Linked DNA regions of Zea mays: region 2 is linked to region 1. A link is a contact called in public Hi-C data. All regions are on one chromosome and are shown on one strand. The core of a region is the stretch at or near the end of the contact, and the rest is flanking DNA. Distances in the headings are between cores, read along the strand shown. Region 1 holds the start of LOC100274819. Region 2 holds the start of LOC100273416 (plant/F20M13-60 protein).

The links. A called contact is a pair of places that touch in the nucleus more often than the background predicts.
Region 2: a Hi-C map of leaf shows a contact between it and region 1, with 6 times the contacts expected there. The contact joins the promoter of LOC100273416 here to the promoter of LOC100274819 in region 1. A contact is called at or near these places in 2 of 25 Hi-C or Micro-C datasets (ear and leaf).

What each region holds. Positions count from the first base shown.
Region 1 is chr5:63,384,598-63,391,656 of Zm-B73-REFERENCE-NAM-5.0, forward strand. It overlaps LOC100274819, which reads right to left and starts at 4,013. Exons shown (of 2, transcript NM_001149088.2): 1 at 3,883-4,013; 2 at 2,008-2,585. The coding sequence starts at 2,576. The coding sequence ends at 2,292. It overlaps LOC100279926, which reads right to left and starts at 248. Exons shown (of 15, transcript NM_001352975.1): 1 at 117-248. The coding sequence starts at 183.
Region 2 is chr5:63,925,106-63,932,332 of Zm-B73-REFERENCE-NAM-5.0, forward strand. LOC100273416 (plant/F20M13-60 protein) reads right to left here and starts at 3,149. Exons shown (of 7, transcript NM_001147853.1): 1 at 3,024-3,149; 2 at 2,750-2,926; 3 at 631-702; 4 at 360-547. The coding sequence starts at 3,042.

The sequences.
Region 1 (7,059 bases), core at 2,763-5,262:
CGAGACGGAATCTGCCCCCGATCGCGTCGAGAACAGCGGGATCGAGAAACCACACACAACAAAATACATCAACCGAACACACAAGAACTGGAGATCTCCGGCGGGCGGGGACATGCCTGGGTCGGGGAGGGTGGTGAGGAGGAAGAGAAGGAGGAGCGCGGAGGAGAGCGCCCACTTGCGCATCGTCGTCTCGTCTCGCTTCACTCTGCGGCGTACAGCCACGGCCCACACCAGTGACGAGTTCGTCCCGCTACCCGCTCTGCGCCGGAGAGGAAACGCCTTAAAATGGGCCGGGGCCAGGAGACCCGTGCGCCCGGTCCACGCGGGTGCGATCCGGCCACGTGGACGAGCGGACGGCGCCGATTGGATACTGTCCACGTGGCGATTTTTCAGTGGGCGACCCAGTGAACTTGACGTGGTGCCCGAGCGGGGGGGAGGCGCAGGGAGGACCTCTGCCGTCCGATGGGAAGATCTGCGTGCTCCAAGGGCTGGGATCTCGTGGGCGCCTTCCTTGGTGGACACGTGGAGTGATGTGATTGGACGGAGGCTGAGTTACCCACGTCGATGCGCTAGAAAGTTCGAACCGGGCGTGAAAAAGTTATTGTTGCGAGAACGGTACAACCCTCCGTAGTATTAATTTAGCTATCACATAAACAATTTAATGGCATCGCAAGAAAATTAATGGACAAAAAGGACATTGTTTACTCATGAGAAATTAGGTCTACACATACAATAAAGACACAAGATATCACTATTTTGAAGTTGTGATGAGCATTCAGTTTTCATTTGTGGAATCCACACGCACCTCACTGGCCACGTCGTCACATCCACATTTGTTGCGACATCAAAACAACAACAAAATTAGCTTTGACCTTATAGTTTCTATATAATTGATTTCTTGATGAAGTGATAGCTATGGAAATCATTTAGTAGTTACTGGGTTGTAACAGTTAGGATGGCCTACAGAGACAGTATGGCCCACATGTCAGTTAACGGGTGTTGAGTAAAAATGGCAATGGGGACCCGTTCCCCGCTTCCATACGGAGAATTCTTTCATTAGAGGATAATGATGAGAAATTTTTTCTTCATGGGATGTAAACGGAAAAAAAATTCCTTGACGGATAAACGGGGACGGAGATGGGGAGCATTACTCGTTCCTACGGGGACCTGTTAAACTTACATGTGACGATGTTCATATTTAATAATTAATTATAAAAATAAATAATTACCTTATCAAGATATCACTAATGGTACAAATGTGTTTATTTTGGTATATACATAATAATTATCCGTCACTGATCTCTTGCATTAATGACATATGAAGTATGTCCTAATCTCTACTATTTATTAAGGTTGCAAGGATAGTCTGCCGTTCTATGATCTCAATCGTTCATCGTACCATTCTATAACCTCAGCCGTCCGATCTCGCACAACAATCCCGCTCCCGATCCTGCCCACCAGCCCAGACTGGATTTTCAGGGGGTGGGGAGATGCTACGTACTTTAGGGTCACCAAACTGAGCAAAGATGCATGGAACAATTTGTTTTAGAGTTCACTGACCAAACATGCATGTAAATTGTAATAACATGTTCATTAGTACAACACAGGGGTGGCATATCGCCCAGCGAACCCGACTAAACACATACCAAAACACCCCAAAACTCGACCAGCAAAACAAGAACCCGCCGCGCATGGCATCGAGCTACCGGTCTACCACTGCCCCAAGGCTTGTCAGGTCTCCGTCAGAGACGAGCAGCTCCGGAGCTGCATTGAACTTGCTCATCGCCTGAGATTGTCCTGGGAACTTGATCACCTCACCATCACCATTCAGCCTGAGAGCCACAGAACAGTAGTTTCCTGCCGGCTGAGTTACTGGATAATAACCACCGAGAGGAAACCATACTCCTTCGGGGACAGAATTAACCAGCTAGCTCTGTGTTACAGCTGCTATTACTAATTGTTGATGGATCAACTCATTTCATTCTATAAACCAAACAAAAAATTGACTGAGAAGATGATAGGCTAACCCATTCCTCAAACCAAGCTGTTAGTGAATTGTGTTTCTGCTACAGATATACGGAGCGTGCAGCACACCGACAGACAAGAACACCCTTGCAAGTGTATGGGAAGAAAAATATGAACACATGACAGAGAAGCAGAACTAATGATAGTGGTACGAACAGCAAGTGAGTGCTAACACCTGCATATTGCTATTGTGACTGACAACAGTCTGGCGTTACACAAGCAACGCATGGCAAAAAAAAAAAAGTCAAGTGCATGACTAGAGACGGTCACTTCTGCTTCTTAGGTTTCTTCGGCGGGTTGTCGACAAGCGGCGCTTCGCCCTCACTGTCAGACTCGCCCTCGGCGGCCTCGTCGGGGACCTCGTTCGGAGCATTGTGCCTGGCGATGTGTTCCTTGAGGACCGCCATGCTCTTCTCCTTCACCGCGGCCAGCTGCTCCGACAGGGTACCGAACTCGGAGTTGATAGCGAACGATTCGGATCCCAGAACCAGGCTTGCTTTTACTCTCGGACCAGGACTCGACAACGCAGCAGCACCTGGCTGGCCATCCATCGCTGCGTTCTGCGGGCAGGAAAGGAAGGCAAGAGCAGTGTTAGCTGGAGGTTAAAGGCGAAGGAAATGAACCATCATCTGCAACAGGAGTGATATATCAAGGACAAGAAGGAACAAAGCGTAAAACACACTGAAGTCAAGGTGTCTTATGTTAACAGTGAATCTAAACAAGGAGGCACAATGAAGTCACTGAGGCCTCGTTTTGCATCAAGGGGCTAATAGCCCAGGGAAGGGAAACCCCAACGTGGATTTAATTGGATTTTCCAATCCACTTTGTTTCGCAGGGCAGCTTTTCACCTCTTCCCCGTTGCTGTTTGGAAGCAGGTGTCCAGGCACTGTTTTTTCCCTACTGCTGCACGAGTACTGATCCAACAACTGAATGGTGACATTCACAGATTACTTTGAAGAGCTAACAGTCAACGCCTGGCAGTCACCAACTGAATGGTGACATTCACAGATTATTGAATTGGAATATATCACACATGCATGATGATCCAGTAGCTAGATTTCTGAAAGTAAACCGTTCGATAAAAGAGGAACGAAATGAAGATGTAACAATGTGTGGTGGCAACAAAAAAAAATTGAAAGAAAAAACAGTACACTGCCCCATATAATTAACTGTTGCAATTCCCATTCGCCACCCGGTATAATGCACTTCATATAATTAGTATACCATAACCACACCACGGCAACCTACTGCTAACTTAGCTGAACAACCGCCATGGACAACAAAGCATGCATAATTCAGAAACAAGATATCGCATTCGACATGGTGTGTATAAATAAATATGAGTAATTCACTAATCGTACTGCAAAACCGCTACTGATTCTTCGAAAATGTGTGGTACTAATTCTACTCTCACGCTTATCGTGGGTCTTTAGAATTATTTAATTAATTGCTAGAATAATTATAGGCCAAGTCCAATTAATCTAACATATGTGAGGTGCATGTGCTAGCAGAATATACAGTTACATGCTTGAACATGGACGCCTAACCATGCAGATCTAGGACTACTGGGCGAGCGCTAACCGTGCAGCCTACTCAGGAATGCGCAACAGTTGTAGGCTTGCGGAGCGCGCCAGCGACCAGTGACAGGAGGGACAGGGACGCCTCAGACTTGGGAGCTCCCTTTAGAACTTGGGGACTTGGCACACATATACCAATCACACAGCTCCTAAACTGAACTTGGCGGCTGGCAAGGTCAAGACGGCGCACGAACTTGAGGACTCAACCAAGAAATCACAAGACAACGAACAAGAAACCCTATGTTGTAGGAGATGGGGGGGGGGGGGGGGGGGGACTTACTCCCAAGTGTGGTGGAGCGAAGAAGACAGTGATGGGCGGAAGACGACAGGGACGGCGGCCCCCGAGTGGAAGACAGCGGCGGAGTCGTCGAAGAGAGAGAGAGAAAGAGAGAGGGGGATGGAGTCGTGCCTGGGAAGCGACGCCCGGACTCGAGGAAGCTTTACCCGTGGAAAAGGCCGGGGTCGGGTGGACTTTCCAACGTTGTTGGGCTTCCAAACGGCACGTCGTCTAGGCCCGGGGCTTATTTCCATGTGGGGGAGTGTCCCAGGGAAAAGGCCGGGGGTTCATCCCGTGGTTTGAGCTTTCCAAACGAGCCCTGATGCGGAGTTGTAGCCCTTACAAGCTTCAGCAAATTGCTACGCGTAATTGTACCTGAAACTTGACAAGTTAATGTGGAGGGCTGTCACTCTCTCTCTCTCTCTCTTTTACAGCCTTAGGCCTAATATATTTGCCTTTTGTAATATCTAATATCATATAGTTCATAGTTTAACTGTTTATAATATATAAGGTATGTGTCCGTACGTTGCCACGAGAGTTAAAAATAGTATAAAATATAGATATAGAACGACAAACATCACTATGATATGTAAAATTATATTTGAGTCGGCGTATACTCGTGCGTTGCAACGACACAAATTATTCAATAAAATGTTATAGCACAAGGATTACATAAAAACAAACAACACATATTATCATTAAGCTTAATCTCTATAATAATTTATCCAGGACGGCAGATAGTGTTATGCTACTGTCTTTTCGTGAGGCAGCTAGAGAAAGTGAATGCTTGAGTCGTACAACACACAACATGAGCCTCTTTTCATATAGTTAGAACTTTTTACACGGGATAGTTGTTCGATCGAACATGTTTCAAATATTTATAATGAACATCCGAAAGTCTTAAGTACAAACATTTATAATGTCATGTTACTACAAAATACGACTATCACACAAAAACAAAAAGTAAGTCTAAGAAGTATCATCCGAACCAACATTCTAAGCATTTTGAATGGCGTGCGCACCTGCTGGCTAGTGCTACCGATTTGTAGACGAACGGTGACCTCGACCTTTATCTCCGGTTCGATGATGCGGATCTCGAACTTCCGTCTTAGTGTGCGCAGCGATGGAGAGCTCTCGATGTGGCGACCATGAAGTAGGCAGTGGACCCATCGGTGGTGCCGCTGCATCGGGAGTCAAGGGGGAGGACAGAGGGGTCGACGGTGGGGTGGTGCAGAGGCCACACGTGGCGAGGCAGAGGCGGTGAAGGGGAGTTGTGCTCGTCGTCATCGCGACTAAGAGAATGGCTTAGGGAGGCGAGGGGGTGGAGTACTCGGAAGTGAATGGCGTGGTCAATCCGGTGTTGAAGGGGGCAAGGGAGAGGGATCCGGTGTTGAAAGGGGCAACAGAGAGGGATCTAGTGGGGCGAGGCGGAGGCGGAGGCGGTGAAGGGGAGTTGTGCTCGTCGTCGTCGTGGCCAAGAGAATGGCTTGGGGAGGTGAGGGAGGTGGAGGACATGGGGGGTGAATGGCGCGATTGATCCGGTGTTGAAGGGGACAAGGGAGAGGGATCCAGTACTGAAGGGGGCAAGGGAGAGGTCTCTGATTGGCGCCATGGATCTGCCACCGCGGATCCGCTGGGGAAGGTGGGAAGGGCGACGTCTCCGGTGTTGAAGGGGGCAAGGGCGATGTCCCCGATGGGCGCCATGGATCCGCAGGCGCGATTGTGAGATTGGCGAGGGGGAGGGCGAGGGCGGTGCTATGGATCGCGCTGGTGACGGCTGCGGGGATGGGGCGGGCGCGGCTCGCCCGCGAGAGATTGGCGGGGGGAGGGCGAGGGCCGAGGCGTGGTGAAGCAAGTGGTGGACGCCCATGGTACCAACATATGGTGTAGTAGAAATTTGCCTTTTGTAGAATATATATATAGCAAATACAACACATAACAAAGCATATTTTCATAGATTGACATAATTAAGTGTAAGTTTGAAACTGTTTAGCGTATGTAAAAATTAAAGTACCAATTATTGTTCAGCAAATATATCAAAGTTCCGTTCCAACGTCTGAAATATGTCGACGAAATGATTTAAACAGACTATCCAATGATCAGTGTTGGTGGTTCTACTTGAGCACATGCGGTGGGTAATATATTGAATGGGAAATTGGAAGACAACTGAACTAACATTTTAACTTACAAATTGAATCTCACAGTCCCAGTAGCCCTTCGTTCTATGGGTCAGTGGCCCTGTAGTGACAGCTCGTGCGACGTGCCACGGTGGCTACAACCATCGTCGCCGCCGCCGCCTACTGCTAGGGTTTGTCGAAAAAACGAGAGGGGAAACATAGGAGCGCTGCGGCCTGCGGGCAATGTCGACTCCGATGCTCCGATGTGAAGGTGATGCCTGTGGGAAGTTAAGTTGGGCCATGCAGTCATTGAGCCTTATTGGGCTGTCCGTTAGAGACAGAAATGAGCAGAAGAACATATTTATATGTTTTGGGATGACAATCCATAGAGATAAAATATTATAGAAGTTGTAGTTGAATTAAAGATGTAGTAAGCCACAACGAACAAGCTTTTAGTCTCTATATGTTATTCTATTTTAGTCATAAATTACTAAATATAGTAACTAAATTAGAGATTTAGTTCAGTATTTAACAATTTATAGACTAAGATGTAATAAAATAGAGGAGCTAAAAATTAGTCCTGGAAAACCAAATAAGCTTTTAGATTTCTTATCTCATAAAGAGGCTAGGATCTCAAGAAAATTTAAGTTTACAAACTATGCCTTAAAAAGGAAAATCCCTGACTACATCCTGTGTTTGATTGTGGGACAGCTAGGACGGGATTGTCCCCTGACGTCCTCTCTCGTCCCTCCAATTTTGAGGAACAACATAGAACAACACTAGATAGTACTGTCTCAACCTTTGACCTAGAACCAAACAACCTAATTTGAGGGATCGTCCCATCCCATCCCGTCCTGTCATTGCAACCAAAGACACCCTAAAACTATGGTAATGGTAGCTCCATGCAAGTGAACCTCTCTACGGTAGACACGCCCGGATGGGATGGGACGGAGGCGCAGGTAAGGTGGCCGGCCACCAGTGGATAAGCTGCATGCATGAGCATGGAACGGGTGGTGGCGTGGGCAGGAGCAGGACGACGACAGGACTGGCTTTCCGCCCCAGC
Region 2 (7,227 bases), core at 1,899-4,398, 540 kb after region 1:
AAAAGGTCATAATAAGGTACCATTTAGAGGAAAAATAACTATTCTTTCGAAACAATGATGAATTTGAAGGTCTTTTTTTTTCATCGTATGCCCAAACCAGGCAAGCACTTGAAAACTACACTAACTGGCCACCAATATTCCTACTGCAGTTTTAGATTCTGGTGACCGACCTTCATCATCTATGGATCTTGGAGAATATCAAGTTGATGATTGGCTCATGCCAGACCCATTCATTTAGCATTCAACAATATCTGCAAATGCTTCAGTGCCAAATGCCCTAATCTATAAATTAAAATGAAGTATTGAAGTGTACAAGCAAGTTTATACGATGCACACACAAACTAAACGCAATGAGTTACCTTCATGGTAGAGTTCAGTTTAAAGCTCTCCTCCCTCTGTTTCCAGTTTTGACGTCCTCCAAACAGCGGTGAGGGATCTTTATCCTGTTTGTCAACAGTTATATATGCCAACTTCTTCACAATTGTGTTGGGAGTCCTCTTTGGTATGACAACAACATTTGGATCATCCGCAACAGGTATCGGGCAGCCTGTAGATTGAAGTAAGAAACGCGAGGCTATGAAGCAGTCACATTTTAGCCACCAAAAGAATTTTTTAAGGCACAAGTCTTACGGTGGAGTGGTTTGGATGAGAGCCCCATCGAGTCCAACACAGAGAGAACTTTACTGTCTTTTTTGCAAAGAGCTGCAGAAATACAAGGCACACCAAGGCATGTAATGCTAACTGATAAGACAAAGTGTCACTGTCATGATAAGCATCAGCCCATGGAAGACCAGGAGATATTTAACTTCTGAGTAAATGGTCTGAAGAAAATATGTATATTCAGACGATGTAGCACTGAAACAGCATCGTCAATTCATTACAGAAATTAAATAAAGTATTAGAAGAAGTATAATTATTGTGTGCAGTAAACATCCCAAGAGTACCGGTCTGCATTCCAAGCCTGATACCTCTCCTTAAGGATATGCCCAGGAGGTGTCTGCCCCCAAGACGGCAAATTTCCCCTCATTCTCTACGGCGATGACCACATCGGGTCCGAATGGGGAAGGCGAACATGGTCAAACAACCAGGAAAACCCTACCTCAGAAAAGCTTGATAGAATTCCTGTGTCAAAAGATTGGGAAGACATTTTCCCACAAGCTGTGATGAAGATTTCGCAGAGAAATTTCCGGCCATAACCATTTGCTGGTGACAGATGGTAAATGTGAAAATTTGCCTTTTATCCGGTTTAGGTTTGACCTCAATTGGCTGAATAACCCCGATTCTTCTTAAAGAAATAGAAAGAATTTGGTTGATACCTTGCAGGGCCGAAATAGCCCTAGACAAGATTCAACAAAAGTTCAAGTTGATTAAACATATTTTTAAAGGATGGGGATTTAACCTGCAAGGAGAACTGAGGGAAAAAAAGAAAAGAAAAGCTAATCAAATTGAACTACCAGAACTGGGAAAAAAATTAGAAGGCACAGGGTTCAATGCCCACCAGTTACAAAGAAAATCCTAACTGTTATGTGAAAATTTTAAAAGTTTAGAACAAGAACTTTACTGGTTTGAGAAGAGTCATGCACTTCTTGAATGGTGGAGAACGTTATGCACTAAGGTCTCTGGAATTGCAAGGGATGACCTCAATTCTCTAGTCATTTTGGGAGTTTGGACCTTATGGAAGCAGCGCAATGGCTGTGTATTTGACAATAAGAGCCCCAGTATTGCTGATGCTATCAGAAGAGTTGGGTTGGAGGTTGACCTTTGAGAGATGGCTGGTGCAAAGTTGTCTTTGCTCACCGCCCCCATTTCGGGCCTCCCTGCTAGTTAGCTAGCATTGTGGTAGTTCTTGTTAGTTTGCTTTAGTCATGGATGAGTTTCTGTATGCCTGTTACTGGCCGCCGTAGGGGCCCCCAGTTGTTTTCTTGTATCTGTCCCTCTTCTTTAATATAATATCGCGCAGTTCTCCTGCGCTTTCAAGAAGAAGAAAAAAAAGAGTCATGAAACATGGCTGCTTAAGGCCTTGTTCGTTTGGGTCGGATTACACCCGGAATCGTTCCAGCTAATCAAAGTTTATATAAATTAGAGAAGAAATCCGGTTAGGAATCGTTCCGACCCAGCAATCCAGCACAAACGAACAAGGTCTAAAGGGGATCTTAACACAGATCCCCCCCCCTAAGTGTGCTAGTGGTGTAAAGAAAAAGAACACTATTTAAAATCTTGAAAAAAGATAGCATTGTGATTGAAGGAGAATAAAACCTACTGTATCATGCAACTGAATACTATGCTGTACTTTTTTTTTCTAGATAAGATCTAGCCATTTTCAGGTGGTTCTGGTTTTTTTCTATCTCTATGCCCGAACATCTGTATTTCCGTTATGATCTAATGGAAATGGTGTTTCCTCGTGCGGAAATATAATTATGGTGTCCATAAGCAAGTAAGAAGTGATGAACATTAGCTGTAGCTCAGAAGCAAGACATCTTAACGCATGATTGCACACTGTAGTTGTCAGATACTGCTTCCAGTCGTGAAGAATGTGGATAGCATAACCGGGTGGTCCTGTTACTACTTGAGTTAACTGACTCCCAAGGCAATGTAGGCAGGCAGGCAAGCTTGCTCTACCGACGCATCATCAAGCTCAAGGCATTTGGGCATTGCAAAGAAGAAGTTGGGAAGCCATAGTGATAGAGTATAATGCCAGCAGAAGAGGTAAGCAAATCACAGTGGATCTATAGGCAACCGCGGGGCTGACCTGAGAGGAATGCGACGCGGGAGCTGCATGGCCGGAGGTGGAAGGCGAGCGCGACGAGCCCGAGCATGGCCCAGGCGGTGGCCGACACGAGCACCAGCCGCACGGCGCCCCTGCGGGACACCATCCGCATCGCCGCCGCGTCCGCCTTCGACGCCGCGTCCGTGACGCTGCCGCTGCCTGAGACAACCGAACCGAACCCTCAGATCCGAACAGGGAGAGCGAGCGCAGCGCCAATTGACTAGATCGGGTCGTGTCGGGTCCGTTCAGTGCCTACCTCTGCTTCGCCTCGCCATTCCCTCCGCCGGCCGCCGCGCCGCCCCGTGCGAGGCGAGGGCGTGGGTGACGTCAGGCCTACGCCTTATAGGGACGCCACCGTGACTGAGTGTGCAGGCAAGCTAACTCCATTCCACCTGGAGATGGAGTTGGTGCAGCCTGGAAGATCACAGTTTACAATTATAAATGGTAGAGGTAGTTTCACACAATTTTAAATCCATTAAATTTCCTAAAAATCTTGCACATACACGTATGAAGGAAGCATAGCAACAAGTCGTGCTTCAAAATGCATTTGTCATCGCACCTCCATGTGTTTCGGAAGAATCGGAGATCATTTTTCCCAGCTTAAAGCATTTGATCCTGTCACAAAATAAAGTTAAAAGATGTATACTAGCGGTATAACCGTGCGTTGCTACGGAGTTAAGATGTATACTCCGCCATAAAAAACAAACTATCACGACGTTTTTATGCAGAAGCAATGGAGAAAAATAGTGCAACAATAACATATGAATAGTCTTGCACACGTTTTTAATATAAGCACTGTCATGTCGTGTATAGTTGATAGTTAGGTGCCTGTGCATTGCAACATAATACAAAATATTCGATAAAATGTTAGTGTACAATAAATCAACGATTACATGAAAACGAACAACATATATGTTATAATCGATCTCAACAGCTAAGTAATAACTTGGGTTGGTTGTGCATGACTGTTTAAGGCTTTTCCCGAAGGTTCAGATTTTTTTCATGGCCTAGAAATGCATAGATATAGAGAGACAATGAGCTTGGATAAAAACATTGCGATTCTAGAGAAAAAAATATGCATAGCAAGAAAATACCCAAATATTGACCATTTCCTCCTAATAGTCTGTCGATGGCCTGACCATGAGGCCTCAATGGAATACATGATGTCAATTCAACAAAACATAATTTTAAATCTAGCTAATATTGTTCTAGTAAGAAAAACTTACAATCAAACAGATGCTTCTGCAGCATTAAAATTTAGAATGCCATCAAGTTACTATAGTTCTACTCAACCTGGTTGTTACTTATCTAGATGTTAGTCTAGATTGAATAGAAGCATTGTGCACATTGTTCATTGATGATGTGAAGTTATAGGCATAGGATCCAAAAGCATGGAGCCCATTTAGTACACTCAAGAAGAATAAGCTAATTTTGACATATTCAGCATAAAACAAGAACCACAAATGATGTATGAACTCTTCTTGGTGTATATCCTCCTCATCAAAATTGAATCATTAGCTTAGAACTCAGCTCCCAGTATGCTTCAGAATATGGAAATCTCTCCATCACAGGCAGAGCAATGTCGCCGGGATACAAACATCTAGAAGAACCGATAATTACGCTGCACAAATACATTGATGGTTAGTCTTGACAAATAGAATATTAGTAAATAAAATTTTAAATAAATAATTACAAAGTGTACCAGAAATAATATTTTTGAATATCAACTTTCAAGTATCTCTACTGAACTGCGGTTGCAGCATCGATGAGATAAGAATTAGAGTCAATGTTGGACCTACCTCGTTAATGCTCATCAGGTATAAATGGAAGACAAATAAACCACCCACAAACTACACAGAAAACAATAGATAATCAAAATAATTGATGCTGGTGTCTTCAACATGGCCTTCCAATTTGGCAATTGCTCAGCTGCTCTAATCTTTATCACATACACCCAATAGAAGGATAATACATACATGCAGAGCAATGTCGTCGAGGATACAATAATATAGAAGAATAGATAATTAAGCTACATAGACAGATTGATGGTCAGGTGAATTAAATAAGAGATTGTATAGTCCTCTATAATAATGGGTCAAAAAGACAATCATCGATTTTGAATGGAAGTGCCCCCCAATAGTATTGCTTTCTAAATTTAGGATAAAAAGAGAACTGGGAATACTCTATTGAACTGCATATTACTACAGGTAGACTGCAAACTCGATTTTTCTAGCCAAGGGAAAGAACAGGGGAATAAATAAGGTCTACATGATGAAAAACAAATAAAATTCACTCTCTAGCCTTCTGAAATTCAATGAAACTGAAACCACAATGTTTACTGATTGTGTTAAATGCCTTATCACATTCACATATTATAGAAAGAGAGATAAGCAACATACCCACGCAAAATCAGGCTGTCTAATGGGTTCATCTACAGGATCAAAATTCAATATGTGTTTTTCTGCCTCTCTATTTAGCCATTTGATCTACTCCTCGGCTTTTGCAACGATGAACCGTTATTAGTGCATGCTTAATGCTGATCAATGGATCAATGGAAATGGTAAGAGTGACCTTCAAGCTGATCCAAGGTCATGAAAAATGTGGTTGGATCTGAAATATTCGTTAACTTAGATTGATCGACAACGGGCACTAGTTTGTTGCAAAGAAAATGATATCAAGAAAAGTTAGTTTAGCGACATTCAAGCTCACACTGCTCCTGAAGATCTATAGGAAGGTTTTTGCCTAGCAAACAGTTTACCTTCCAGTATCCTTCATAGCGAACCGAGCCCGTTTGCAATCCAGTGCTGGCCTTCTTCCCTGTTGCTCTTTGCTGCCATTTGTAGAGGGGCTGTCTTTCACTCCATCATCATGGTAGAGAACCTGAATGTCCATGTGCTCCTTCAGCAGATTGTAGCATGCCCACTTTTTGGCTCTGCACCTATGGTAGCTTGTGGAGGAAAGTATTATGTTCTTCGCTTCCTTGATGGTCTGGATATAGGCTTTCAGAGCCTCCCTCGGATAGGAAAATATCATATGAAGAATATTTGACATTTTAGAGAAGTGAAGGTATAGAATCAAATGGTCATGCTGCAGACTCTACTGAACCCAACAAATGAATTGCAAGGCTTCACAACAACAGCACCATGGACACTGAAAGGCATAGGTAAATGGACTGTAAATTTTAAGAAGAGCAGGCTAGTTGTTGTCATCTAATAAGTTGATACAGAATATATCGTAGTTCAAATTTCCCTGAAAAATGTTAAATCTAAACGAATCAAATTTGACAGGCACAAGGCCCTCACCACGTACTCACAAAAACCATAAACAAACTATTTTTAAAAGAGATTTAGGAACCATATGAAATGGGAAATTATGGGGAAACCAAAACCAAAGGCGCTTGAGGGGATTGAATCAACTAAAGATTAAGAAGTCTCCTCACATGTTCTATCACCAAAATCCTTCAAGAAATTCGTCCCAAATCCCAGCCAAAATAGAAGAATTAAAATCCACCAAATAAGTCATAAAATCACATTAAAAGAAAAATCAGAGTACAAGAGGGAGATAAATCCTGCATAAACCTGCTACAAAATCGGAGTCCTCGAGGTCGAAGGTGAGGGTTAGTGTGACAGTGGGGGACCCCACGCATGGCGTAGAGGGACGGAGCCTTGAGGAGGTTCCGAGTTGATCGTCTTTCCCGATGTCCGTGGATGTAGTGGGGCGACATCGTTGTTGATGGCAGTGGGGCCACAGATTGAAGGAGAGCGTTGTGGATAGTAGGAGAGCACCATGGTTTGTCGCCTCATGTGGGAATGGAGAGTGGGAACACGAACCGGGAGAGACCTTGCCCATGTGGAGGTAGGCGGTGGCACGATTGGTGAGGAAGGCGATGTCACTGGGGTCAAGGAGCGCACCGAGGGTCTCGCAGTGGATGTGGCGTAGAGGGAGCAGGCGAGCGCGATATCGCCGGGGTGCGGACTACGGAGCCGCGCGGTTGTCGTTCTCTCACATCGCGCTAGGGGATCTGGGGCGACGGTGGGTGCGGATGTGGATCTGGAGTCGCCCAATCATGGCTCCTGAGCATCACGCCAAGGCCGAGAAGGACGCCCAGTCATGAGCACCATTTGTGGTTGAGTCTCTGGCGCTCAGGGCATCGGACGACGACATTCTCGAGCCCGACCATCGGTGACGCTGAGGCGATGATGAGCTCCATGAGCCCAGCGGCCGTGGTGAGTGCGGTCATCTCCCTGTCGTCGGCGGCGATGCAGTGCGAGAGGTCAACTGCCTCCAGCCTCGGGCACACCACCATGAGCGCCTCTAGGCCACACCAGCCGACGCAGCTAGCCCGCGTGAGGCGCACCTGGCGGACGGACAGTGGTGGCTCCTCGGGCAGTGTGGCAGCGAGGGAGGCATCGTCAAGACCCACGCACACGGAGAGGTCGAGCGATGACAACATCGGAAGG